2 separate regions of the Mus musculus genome follow, and region 2 is linked to region 1. The links are chromatin contacts, called in public ChIA-PET maps. All regions are on one chromosome and are shown on one strand. Each heading gives the region's core, a stretch centred on a gene start, on an enhancer-like site or on the middle of the called end of the contact. The rest is flanking DNA. Distances are from core to core; before and after follow the strand shown. Region 1 holds the start of Txk (TXK tyrosine kinase). Region 2 holds the start of Zar1 (zygote arrest 1).

Region 1 (6,126 bases), core at 3,610-6,109:
CTTGTAAATTCACTCTAAACTAGTCATGGCCTCTCCCCATCCACCCCTCCATCCCCCCCCCCCCCCCCCCCGTGTCACCAGGAGAAAAGTCAAACTTCTTTCTCTGCCACAAAAGCCCACCACTAGATCTAAGCTTTATGGCCGTTTGGGACAGGAATATTTTAAATGAGTTGACAGGTAGTTTGGGGAGGCTCAACGCTGGTAGCTTTTCTCTAGTTTCCTGATATCAAATCAATAGCACACATGGGTGGAAAGTCGGTAGCGAGAGAAGGAAAAGCCATAGGTTGTGGTTTTCGCATGAATACTGGTCCAACTTAAAAAGCTATTCTTTATTCTAAGCTTGTGCCCTTTATACAGGTGGGGTGTTAATTATCTTGTAGGTACACCTATATACTGCTTGTTTGTTTGTTTGATTACTCATTTATTGAGTCAGTCTCCCTAAGTAGGGCAGGATAGTCTTGAACTGTAGACCCTTCAAATGCTGGGCAGCAAGTTTATGCCACCATACTTGATACCTTTCTAAGAAATGAAGGTCACCTGAGATAATTTTTTTTCTAGATATATTGGCCAAGAAGGGAATAACTCTGTAATAGGCCCCAATCCACCTTGTTTTCTTTTGTTTCATATTAGACTGTGAAATTTTGGTGAATAGTTACATTGGGGAAGTCCACAATAGGAGAAAAGAAGTGGGTCTGGGAGTGGATACAGTTGGGTAGATAGTAATGGTTCTTGGCCTGGCTTGTCCCCAAGGTCCAGTGTTGTTGGGAAAGGAGTTTAGGGAAGACTCTAGAAGCCTGGGAGTCTGGATCTGGATAGAACATTGGGAGATATTCCAGGGAGCAAAAGGTGAGGAGAGGCTGTGTGTCTCCCACACAGTATCCATCATGTGCCTCCCAGCTGTAGTCAGGTCCCCTGATCTAACCTTCAAATAACCTCCTAGAAGGGAGTGCCCCAGGCGCTCTCTCTTATCACTGAACTCCAACCCCTGCCCTGGGTTGTTGTTTTGAGACAAAGTTTGGTGAAGGCCAAGCTGGCCTGTAATTTGCCCCATAGTTCAGACTGACCTCCAACATAAGATCTTCTTGCCTCTCCCCCACCGGGGTATGCCCAGCTGTGTTTGCAGAAATTCTGACTCCTTCCTGTAGTGAGTCCATGTGAACCGGACTCCGCAGTCATCTCACTCACAATCTCTACTCTGCCCCACACCTCAAGGTCCTGTTTCCTAGAACTGTATTGTCTGTGGGCTCACAGGTCACAGGCTCACTGATCTCACTCGTTTCAAGCCAGCTTGTGAAATAAAGAATTGCCTGAACGAACCACAGAGCATATGGGCGCTGGAGCCCAAGCTGAGCTGCCTGCCTCTGGGTGGGCAGGGGTGGTGGTGGAGGAGACTGGTCTTGGGGGTGGGGGTGGGGATGGGGGTGGGGGCTCCTCAAAGGAGCTACTGGATCTGCAAATCAGCACACAAGAAGGCACGGAAGCCTCACAAAGGTGGGGACAAGCTGGCCACAACTGCCATTTTTAAACAAGTTAGTTACAGGGAAAACATGACATTATTCCAAGACAAAAGAAATCAGTTGTGTTGTGTTTATGCTCATTCTAACAGTCTGTGGGTGAGAAAGAGCATTAATTCCAGCAGAAGCAACAGTAGTGGGAGCAAACATTTGCCTTGGATCTGTGACACTCTCTGCCCTTGCCACTAAAAACATTTTCTTCTTCTTTTTTTAATTTTTATTTTATGTACATTGGCCTTTTGCATGCATGTATGTCTGTGTGAGGTGTCATATTCCCTGGAATTGGAGTTACAGACAGTTGTGAACTGCCATGTGGGTGCTGTGAATTGACCCAGGGTCCTTTGGAAGAACAGCTGGTGCTCTTAACTACTGAGCCATCTCTGCCAACCCCACTACAGTCATTTTCTATTTCTAGGCACAAACTCGGCCTGCACCCAATCATTATTATGATTGCTTTGTTTCTGTGGACCAGTATGGGCTAGGGACTCTAAGAGCAAGTTCTCAGCACAAAGGAGATGTGCCTAGAAGGTCAAAGGACAGCAAATAAGAGACAAAGAGGAGACAGAGGATGAGGGAGAAGGGGAAGGGATCGAGGGAGGGGAAAGGTATTTGTCCCAGAAGGGTGTCACAAAGGACTGCCTCTGGATAGAGAGGAGACAGACATGACCAATAGGAAAATGGCCATTTATAAATGTAAAAGGGGAATCCCAGTGTTAGAATGAGGTGTTTGATTTTAATTGGGCATGTTAATTAGGTGAGTCAAAGGGGGCTTTTGATTGCTGGACTTCAATACTTTCATAGCTGGACCTTGGTGGCCAGCCTCAGGAGGAGGAAGTGGCCAAAATAGGCGAATAGACCTTAGGGGTTTATTTAGGGTGTAATCTAACTGTTTAGAAAGGCAGAGGGAATGGAGAAGAAGAGCAAGGCCTGCCAGAGCTGTGTTTGCCATACTTGGGCTAGCCAGCGTCCCTTCAAGTTCTCTAACGGCTCAGCAGAGCTCACTGAAGCTGCAGTTAAACCCTGCTGGCTTGGAGCTAGAAAACCACTTCCATGTTCACAGACGCAGCAAAGACAAGAGCTCCGTCTTTTGTGCACCAAGTCTCAGAGGTGGCATCCCATTGTTTTTACATACTCTATCTGAGAGAGGTAAAGAGTCCAATGCCTAGGATGAGGGGTTGATCATACCTGAAAGTAGTTAGCACCAGAGGCCAGCCTAAAGGATGCCTATCCCAGCTACCCGGCTTATCCTCATATTAATTACAGTAATAATGGTCCATTAGCTTTGCAGGGCTGGTATGAGAGTACTCTGGGAATGGAGAGGCCCTGGAAATACAGTGCAATCAAAGTTTCTTACTGTACCCTCAGATCAAATGATGATAATGAACCTAGAAACCTGCATTTAAGCAGAACCCCCAGGCATGTATCAGGCAAACTGGACCATAAGATTACACACACACACACACACACACACACACACACACACATATATATACATATACACATATATATACATACATATGTGTATATATATGTATATATATGAAACATTTTTATATGGTTTTTCTTTCCACAAACAATAGATTAAAAGCATTCAAGAAGAGGTGAAAGGGAGAAATTTCTAATCCTTAGCTGCTGTACTGGGATCTTGCCATCTAAGTAAATGTCTGAGTTTGCTCTCACGGTAACTTAGCTGCCAAACACACTGGCAATTCCAACACTTCACAAATGTAACCTCACTGGAGGAGTGTCTTGGACCCTGTTCAGAGGCCACCATCATTCCTTTATGATCAAAACCCCACTCTATACAACTACCTCCTCTTCCCTTCCAGCAGCCTGTGACTCCAGGTCACCATGGCAGCCCCTTGAACAGTCAATGTGTTTGGCGCATACAAATAAGCATCCTTAAGTTTAAAACACCCTGGAGGGCACTTGGTGGTGCCTTGTCAATGGCGAATACTCATTATTTCACGCAGAAGAAAATGGAGTGGTTTAGCTATGGCTCATGGCAGAAGGACACAGACAGACAGACAGACAGACAGACACTGGATGGTACAGGGACATTGCATTAAAACCATTCCTCCCCCCCCAGGCCACGGGGAAATCTAAGACCCCATAGATAAGTAGTCTCCCACTTCATCCCTAGACAGCCTCTGCATCTACTTGCCTTACACGTAGCTGAGCCTTTCCTGTCATAACACATGGCCTTCCTTCCCCTGGTTCTGATCTCATGAGAAACAATCAAAGCCTTTAAAAGTCCATATTCTGCATCTGCTCAACATTATTCTGCCCTTGGGGAGGTGGGGACTCGTGACAATTCTTTGTATCTTTTTCTGTCTTGAGCTGCTTGGCCTATTTCTGATAACAAGAAACCTTTTTGTTGCTGTTGCTGTTGTTGTTGTTATTGTCTTGTTTTGTTCTTAGTGAATCAAACTGTAAATCATATTCAGGAAGGCACAACAAAAATAGCATTTGATTATTTTTATAAATCCTACCAATGTCTGGAGGTCCTAATAACGTGCTGTGGCTTAAAGAGATATGTAAAATTCGGTCAGTTTTTTCCTACTGCCAGCTAAAAATAAATCAGAATTCTGGCCTAATCTAGAATGACTAAGTTCTACTGATGTTTGATTCCCAGGGCATCTAGAATTAAAATCAGAGATCGTCTTTTTTTTTTCCTTTCCTAAACCCCTATACATAATTAGCCTCTCTTGAGTCTTAACTGTGGAGTGCTTCCAAAAATCGTCTTGAAGTCTTTCAAAGCAACTCTCAGATTAGTTGATGTGCTTGCCAGCTTTGCCCACTGTTTACTTGTGACGGCTATAGGAGGAGGCAGAAAGGGAGCGCTCACACTGTAGACTTGTTCATCCAACCGAGGTGCCAATGGGAACCTGTCAAAGCTGAGGCTAAACCAGAAAAGTCTGATCTCTTCACCCTCAACTCTGAGTTCATTATCATTCAAAAAACAAACATATCCCATCACACTGACCGAATTTCCACACATGCTAAGTACACAACTTTTTTTTTTTTTGCTATTGTCATCTGTATTCTCAATTCTCAAGTATATAATTTTATCAAGAGGCAGTGGACATTTAACTAAGCCACAAAATCCTGTCACTACATCTGAAGAAATCATCTTTAGGATTTCACAAATTCCTTGTTTTAGCAAAACCCACTCCTAGGGGTCACCAGTAGGCAACACACCCATAAACACGCTGTGACATTAAATGGTAAAGCCCATCTTACTCACAAGAGGACAGGATCATGGCGACCCTGCTTGCTGGCCATACACAGAAGCCTTGGTTCTTCAGCTCTGTTCCACTCACGGTAACACATCTTTCAACTGAAAGCATAGTTGTTGGCCTGTGACGTTTCTCACAGGCAAAGTTTACCCCACCTAATTTCCTGTTCTGAAAACCTCAAGAGTGTGTGAATGACAACCCAGTGGCCTACATAAGAAACTTCAGAGCTCTGTATCCAGATCTGAAGTGTTAGCACTTCCTTATACCTACGCTGTGGGTGTGTCTAGAAAACACTTTGAAGAAATCACAGAATTTCGGTAAAAGGGGCCTTCATAGTAGTCAACTTAAACTGTCTTCCCTGTGCTGATACTGGAATAAAGGACCATACAAGAAGAAATTTTACTTACTGGAGGGCTCATAGTGGTACAGGGAAAATCGACTTCTAGGATCATGAATATCCAAACTAGGATGTTTGGCCCTCTGATTTAGGACTGACTCTAAAGACTTGGTTTGGGATTAGGGGAGAATCTAAAGATCTGTTTTAAAAACTGGCTGAAGCTAGGTGTGGTGGCAAAAGTCTTTAATCCCAGCACTCTGGGAGGCAGAGGCGAGTGAGTTCAAGGCCAGCCTGGTCTACATAGAGTTCCAGGACAGCCAGGGTTACATAGAGAAACCTTGACAGACAGAGAGAAAGACAGAGACAGAGAGACAGACAGAGATACAGACAGAGACAGGAGAGGCAGAGAGACAGACAGACAGACAGACAGAGACAGAGAGACAGAAAGACAGGGACAGAGAAAAGAAAAGATTTAGCCTCAGCTTTGACAGGTTCCCATTGGCACCTCGGTTGGATGAACAAGTCTACAGCGTGAGCGCTCCCTTTCATTTGTTCTGTTTTCCCATAGGAAGCATTTGTATGGGCTATGGAAATGGCTCAGTGAGCAAAGTGTTTGACACTGAAGTATAAGGACCCAAGTTCAGAGCCAGAAAAGTTACATAATTGACAAGAGAGCACGGTCTCCCACCAGTAAACCAAGTGCTTGGGAGATGGAGACAAGAGATCCTGAGGGCAAACTGGCTAGCTAGACCAGCCAAATCAGCCAGCTCTGAGTTCAATGAGAGATTCTACCTCACTACACAAGGTGGAAAGCAATCGAAGAAAACACACAGCATCAACTCTAGCCCCCATATGCACACAGGCACATATGCACACATACACACATGTATCCTGCCCCCTGAGACCTACATGTGATAAGAAAGAGTATTTCAAATTGTTCACACAGGAACTCAACCTTCTTGTAACTTTCCTGAGCACACCCTGGTTCCTTTCACAGCTCATCCAGATAAAAGGAGAAGATAGGTGGGGCCTATCT
Region 2 (6,412 bases), core at 3,574-6,073, 170 kb before region 1:
ACACCAATGAGGAGACTGAAAGGCTGGAAGCACTGCTCATACATCAGCTTGACAGAGCAGTGATGAACCTGGGCCCAGGTGGACCCGTCCCCTCCTCACAAGGACACTAGAGAGCCATCAAGCCCACTTTGGAATTTTAGTATGTTTCTTCGAATACTTGCTAGTGCCCAAGGTGCCAGACCGGCATTCACTTCCTAGTGGACAGGTGTTGGATGCTACTATAATAAAGTTTAGAAAAACTGGAAGGGAACGAGGTTTTTACCTGGTTCCAGTGGTGATGCTTGTGTTAGACCAACAACCAACACCTGCTCCATTAGAAGAGCCTGAGGCTGCCCGCCCAGCATCAGCTGCAGTGGGCTCTCCAGGTTCCCAAGGGGACCTTTAAATGAGGACCACTTTAAAATTTAAAAAGCACAACACAAGTTAATGTGTGCTGGGCCTTTTTAATAACATCTTTCTTAGGAACTTCAGACCTACAGACTGAAGCTGTAATATTCTTGTCTGTAAAACCTTAAGATTTGGGCTGGAGAGATGGTTCAGCAGTTAAGAGTACCAACTGCTCTTCCAGAGGTCCGGAGTTCAAGTCCCAGCAACCACATGGTGGCTCACAACTATCTGTAATGGGATCTGATGCCTTCTTTTGGTGTGTCTGAAGACAGCTACAGTGTACTCATATATTTATAAATAAAATAAAACTAAACAAAAAGAAAGAAAAATCTTAATTGTTGAATGAGGTGCCTTTAACTTCCTTAAGTCAGCCTGACTCACTCTCATCAACAAATGTTAAGAAAGTTATTGACTCTCCGCACATGCACCCCTCAAACTGACACATGAATTGGATAAAGCCTCAAACTTGTTTGCAATACCTTTTATTCACAGGCTTTATATCCAAGTACACTGTCTGTCATGAAGAATTTGGAAAGGGAAGAGGTGAAGAGGGGAGAAAGCTCACTTGTCCATTCCATTAGCCCCATCTAGCAGAAACGTTTTCGACTCTCACTAAATGATGTATTTGAAGCTGAAGGTGCTGTCGCAGGACAGGCGTTTGTCCTTGCATCTCCCACACAAGTCTTGCCGATGGGGGCGTTTAGGGTCCACGTGGCGAAGTCTGACTGGGCAGGCACATCTAGTTCTTTTACAACTCTGAAAAATCGGAGTGAAAAGTACAAAGGGTGAGCCCTGTCTCCACTCGATTCTTGGAGCTTCAAAACAGATTACAGAACAAGTGGCCTGTGTGCTGGGCACTGAGAACCAAGTGCAGGGAAGCTTAGGGAAGTTTAAGGCCCCTTATTGTAGAAAAGTGACTACAGTCCCCTTTTCTAGATGGAGTCTTTAGTGGCTTTCCATTCTCGGTTTCACAGGGCCCACCCTAAGGTAATTAATTCTCCAATTACCAACTTTAAGTGCACTGGGCTCTCAGATGTGGAATTCCTTTATCTCTGTCATTAATTTTAACAGGTAAATGTTTTCAAGGTTATCTAAGTCCCTTGGCACAGTGCTAAATTAATACTAAGCAAGCAAACTCTTAGCCACAGTTATGGGTAAACTGCATAGAGCTAGACAGTGTAGGATGGTCTTACAGGAAACTCCCTTTGTAAACTCTCAAGAAAAGCCAGAGCTCAATTTCTTGTGTTTCATATGCTAACTTGGGAATGTGTTTCCTATGTAGCATTGGGGTAATGTGTACCATCTCAAGCTAGCAGAAAGGCACTCTGTTTTGCAATATGTTTTCCCTTAGGTCGAGTGGAAGAGGCAGGTAAGCAAGCCCTTTCTACTGCTAACAAGGTAACAGATGCAAGAGAGGCCATGCAATCAAGTTTTACAACAGCAGAAGGGAGTAAACACCCCATTTCACAGTGGAGGGGACTTTCTACCACCAACCTAGTCAAAAATGAAAAGGAAGGAGGAGGGAAAAGGTAGAGCCTAAAGCTACTGGAAACCACCTCCTTCAGGAAATATACTCAAAGTCGTGCACCAAACCCCTCTTCCAAAATGCAAACGTTTGGTTTACTTGACAGGTGATGTCCTCCACTCTGTAAGGGTTGTAGGATTTCTCACACACTCGGCAGAACTGTTTGAAGTACACCTGCGAGGAGAAAGAGCATCGGCATGGAGCAGACACTCGGCAACACAGCAGAGCAGGAGGGCTGCACGGTGTCTCTTACCTTACTGGTGCCCTGCACACACCACACATAGGCGCTCTCCCACCGGATTTTGCAGTCCTTGCAGTGATAGTAGCCGTACTTCTGCTCTAAGAACTGAACAGCAGGGTACCAGACTTTAAGCAAGTGATGCCCGAGTGACCCTAATTTTCAGAACCTGGGACCACATTCCACTTGATACTTTAAGATTACCGTGGTAGTAAGGTTAGACTTGGGTCAACCTCTAAGTTAACCAGGTGAACTAATAGCTCAATCAAACAAATATGTAAACGGAGGCCAAACAAGATAGTTCATATAGCAGCAGACCGATAAGTGGTTTTTCCCCCCTCAGACAAGGGAGAAGCCAAATCGTGCGGTTTAGAGTTTGGGATTCTTCCCGTGGCATTTTATGTGGGCGATGCATTAGGACACTCACACATGGGAAAGTTGTTATGCCGAAAGAGAAAGGCTCTTCTAAAACCTTTGAAAGTCTTCAACCAATACTAAATTTTCCTTGATGCTAGGTAAGTTTCCAAAAGAGTCCCGCTACCTACCCAAGTCTAGCTCATTTGGTATGAACTACATAGTGTTAGCACCTGGTTCTTAAACTTCCCAAGCTTCCCACTTAGTGACAAACAAGTTGGAAACAAGTTTTTATAACTAAGTCTTTAGGAGTGGCAGGGCTTGGAAGAACTCTTAATGCAATTTTTTATAGGTGAACGACCACCACAGAGGCCCGAAAACTTGGGATTTCTGCCTAAGAGATCACACCCAGCTGTGAACAGCAACCGCCAAGCACTTTTCTATTTTTTCTGACACCCCATTCCACTGCCACCCCAACCTCAAACACACCAGCCTTGAAATGACTGAAAAACAAGGAATGTCTCAGAGTCCTCTCCTGGAGCTCAGGGCTCTCCATTTCTTTGGTGGGGGTATACGACCTACAGCACTCTTTGTGCCTCCTTGTTTGCTAGCACAGGCAGCAACTCAAGACCATCCAACAGCTTAGCAGTGGCTGGCCTCGATGAATGGGGAGAGTGGTTTTTTTTTTCTTTTATTTCTTTTTCTTTTTCTTTTCTTTTTTTTTTTTGTTGTTTTTTTTTTTGGGGGGGGTGTTTTGTTTTTGTTTGTTTGTTTTTTAAGCCAGGCAAGTTTGGGAGAGAGAAGCTTCAGTTGACAGCTTCAGAAACGAAGGGAAGGGGCTGGTATAGAACAAGCCGGCAAGTTAACCAAGACAGATCATCTAGAGGGGAAATAAAAAAAGGAGCCTTGGGAAACCGACTCTCCCCGCAACGAAGTTCAAAAGATTATGTTTCTGCCATGTGTGCACTTATCTTCCTTCAGCCATCTGAAGTTTGGTCCAAACCAGACTGTGCGCATTCTCCGCGGAGACCTCATGTGTAGCGTTTATGTGATCAGAATAATTACAACTGGCATTCCCCAGGAGCAGAGGCTGCCAGTGGGTCAGGACACATATGGGTTGGTTTTTATTGTGTAAACGCCTCCCATTGTATTAACAGGCAGCGGCTGCAAAATCCTATATGCCAAAGAGCTGGAGAGATGGCTCAGCTGTGAAACAACACCCTGTTCTTCTAGAGGACCGTAATTCCGATCCTAAAACTCACATGGTGACTCACAACCATCTGTAAAACGCCAGTCCCAGGGGATCCGACACCCTCTTCTGCTCCCATCTCTCCACTACAACGAAGTGTACAGATACAACATGCAATCAAAACACCAAACATGTTACAAACAAACAAACAAACAAAACCAGACGGATGGCATGGAAGAATTCTATGTTCTGCATCACCCAGAGCCACCAGCTTAGCCCTGAAGGAGCCCTACAATTCTGGAGGCGTCCAGGCCATCAGGCTGGCCTCACCTGGAAACGCAGGCGCTCCTTGTCCTGCTCCGTGCTTTGCGGGGAGGCCTGGTCTCGAGGGGCATCCGAATCACCGGGGTCCTGAGCCATCTCTGCGGCAGGACATGGCTCCTCGCTCCCAGGCTCAGACTGCATCGCCGCCACACTGTTCCGGTCCTCCGGTGGTGGCTGCTGCTCCCACCCGGCCTGCCCTGCAGCCTGAACATCGCCCTCCTCGCTTCGCGGCTGGGGGACCGCTTTCCTCGCGGCCACCTCTCTCGGCTCCGGTTCCCGGGTCCCCGAGGATGCCGGGCTCCCCTCTCCCTTCGTGGGTGTCTGCCTGCCTCCCGCAACCTCCAGTGAGGAGGAGAGGCCACAGAAGGTCACGGACGAGAACGGGGCTACGGTCTGCCAGGATCGCGGGGATCTCCCGGCGCCGGCGTGGCCACGGGGTTGACAGGAACCCGATCGGGCGTCGGGGCTGGCTCGGCACCCTGCAGGCTGCAGCGTGCGGCGCCCGAGTGAACACTGCACCGAGGCGTCGCGGCGCGGGTTCACCTGCACCGCAGCGTCACGGCTGCTGACCGACCGGGGACCCATCCGCGACAGCAGGGCCATGAGCTGTGCCCGCTGGTGGCTGTCGACGTACTCCGCGGCCATGAGCTGTCTGTAGCCGGGGAGGAAGGAGGGGGGCGCGGGTCGGCAGCCCCTGGCTCCGAACCTCCAGCCATCCCCGGCTTTGGTGGCCTGCGGATAAGGATGCGGGCAGGGGTGGAACGTGCTCGCCGGGAACATGGGTGCGTCCCGCGCCTCGCCCGCCCAGGCAGCCATCAGCGCAGCCCAGCTGCCCTCCACGCTGCGTTAAATAGGCGGCCGCGCACTGGTAGAAAAAGCCCTACCACCTGCTGTTGCCATGAGGAGCAAAACCTTCCCCACACTGGTTAAGAGGCGACCCCCACCCCCACTCCCTCGTGGATGCAGAAAAAGAGCTTTCCTTGCTAGCCACAGCAAGGATTTGTAGGGGAACTAGATGAGATGAGAATTCAACCCCAGAATCATCACCGAGATTAGCCGAGCCAGGTGGGCCCCCATGTCTGTAGCTCCAGATGTCTGTCATGAAGAAGACAAGGGAGGCCAGTGTGTCTGATTAGGGAGCAAAATACCAAGGTTAGGAGACTGCTCTGAACCTCTTAGGTTGTCTCAGATCACAGCTCCAGTCTACCAGAGCAGTGGGACAGTGTCCAGCCACAGGCCTTTCCGGAAGGAAAGCCTGTAGCCACAGCCCTTTCCCACGGATGAACAAAGTGGCCCATTTTCTCTCCCTGAGGTGAGGTCTACGCATTTTCCTAAGTAAATCATTCCTTCAGACGATAAATGGAGCTGAGATGCGTTTATACACATACAGGAAACATATGGGGAAAAATGCCTTTCACCCCTGCACAATGTTGATGGCCATTAACAATAGATACTAGATCAAGTAGTCACACACATTAATACGGTTTTCTCTGGCTTGACGATGCAATGCTATCCTGTCGTTTCACTGACCCGTTTTGGACTTTTCTCAATACAGGCTCGCCCTGAACAGAATCGGTTGTTTGTAAGTTGAACAAACCCATGGTTCTGTTTTACAAACATTTCCAACCCCATTTCCTATCTGTAGCAATGCTGGTGGAAATGGAAAAAAACAAAACAAAACAAAAAACAAACAAACAAACAGCACACTACTTAAGCAGAGGACGCGGCACTTTAGCTGATCCAGGTGTAAGCAATATTGGGACACTCTGTTGAGTTAGAAAAACACATGGGTAATACTGAGATACTACATTACAGTGGGAAGAGCAAATCTGTTACAGGAAATGTCAACCCATCTTTATCCCGGATGCGAACCATACTCGCTACCAATGGTCACAAATAGGAAGTGATGTTTCAGCTCCCGTGTATCTCCTCAGTCAGAGGGCGGTCTGGGTGGTCTCCATCATCACTAAGTCATGCGTCCCCACGGTGCCATAGGAGGTGTCTGCCATTTCCTCTTCTTTCAGTTTCTTATAAGAAATATCGGTGTCTTCGTCTTCGTCTAGGGCCTCTCGCTTGTGCAGTATCTCACTTCCGTACATTTTGTAGATCAACACGAAGACCCCTGCCTCGGCAGACTGGAAGAGGGCGTAGAGCAGAGGGAACATGTACATGCTACCTATAAAGCGAGGCGGGAAGTTTGAGAATCGCAGTGCAGAGCTGCACGTTCTGACTTCCTGTTTCCAGACACACAGTCCTCTTGCAGTTGGGCGGGAGGTGGAAGAGGGTAGCTAAGCCATAACCCGAGGCGTAGCCCGCCAGAGGCATAAAAATGGCGACCACGTAAACAGTTGTGGGAATGCTTGCCAGCAGTTCAGGTCCCAGCATGGTGCCAGTC

What was found. ChIA-PET counts read pairs in DNA pulled down with a chosen protein or histone mark.
Region 2: a contact with region 1 is called in an RNA polymerase II ChIA-PET map of memory CD8 T cells, with 115 read pairs. The contact joins the promoter of Zar1 here to the promoter of Txk in region 1. A contact is called at or near these places in 2 of 115 datasets of contacts at active chromatin or transcription factors (memory CD8 T cells and pancreatic cancer cells) and 3 of 9 other capture datasets (adipose tissue, liver and pancreatic islet).

Annotation. Positions count from the first base shown.
Region 1 is chr5:72,747,918-72,754,043 of GRCm38.p6, forward strand. It overlaps Txk (TXK tyrosine kinase), which reads right to left and starts at 4,860. Exons shown (of 15, transcript NM_001122754.2): 1 at 4,762-4,860. The coding sequence starts at 4,777.
Region 2 is chr5:72,576,261-72,582,672 of GRCm38.p6, forward strand. It overlaps Zar1 (zygote arrest 1), which reads right to left and starts at 4,824. Exons shown (of 4, transcript NM_174877.3): 1 at 4,024-4,824; 2 at 2,166-2,258; 3 at 2,012-2,086; 4 at 854-1,143. The coding sequence starts at 4,797. The coding sequence ends at 1,000. It also overlaps the pseudogene Slc10a4l.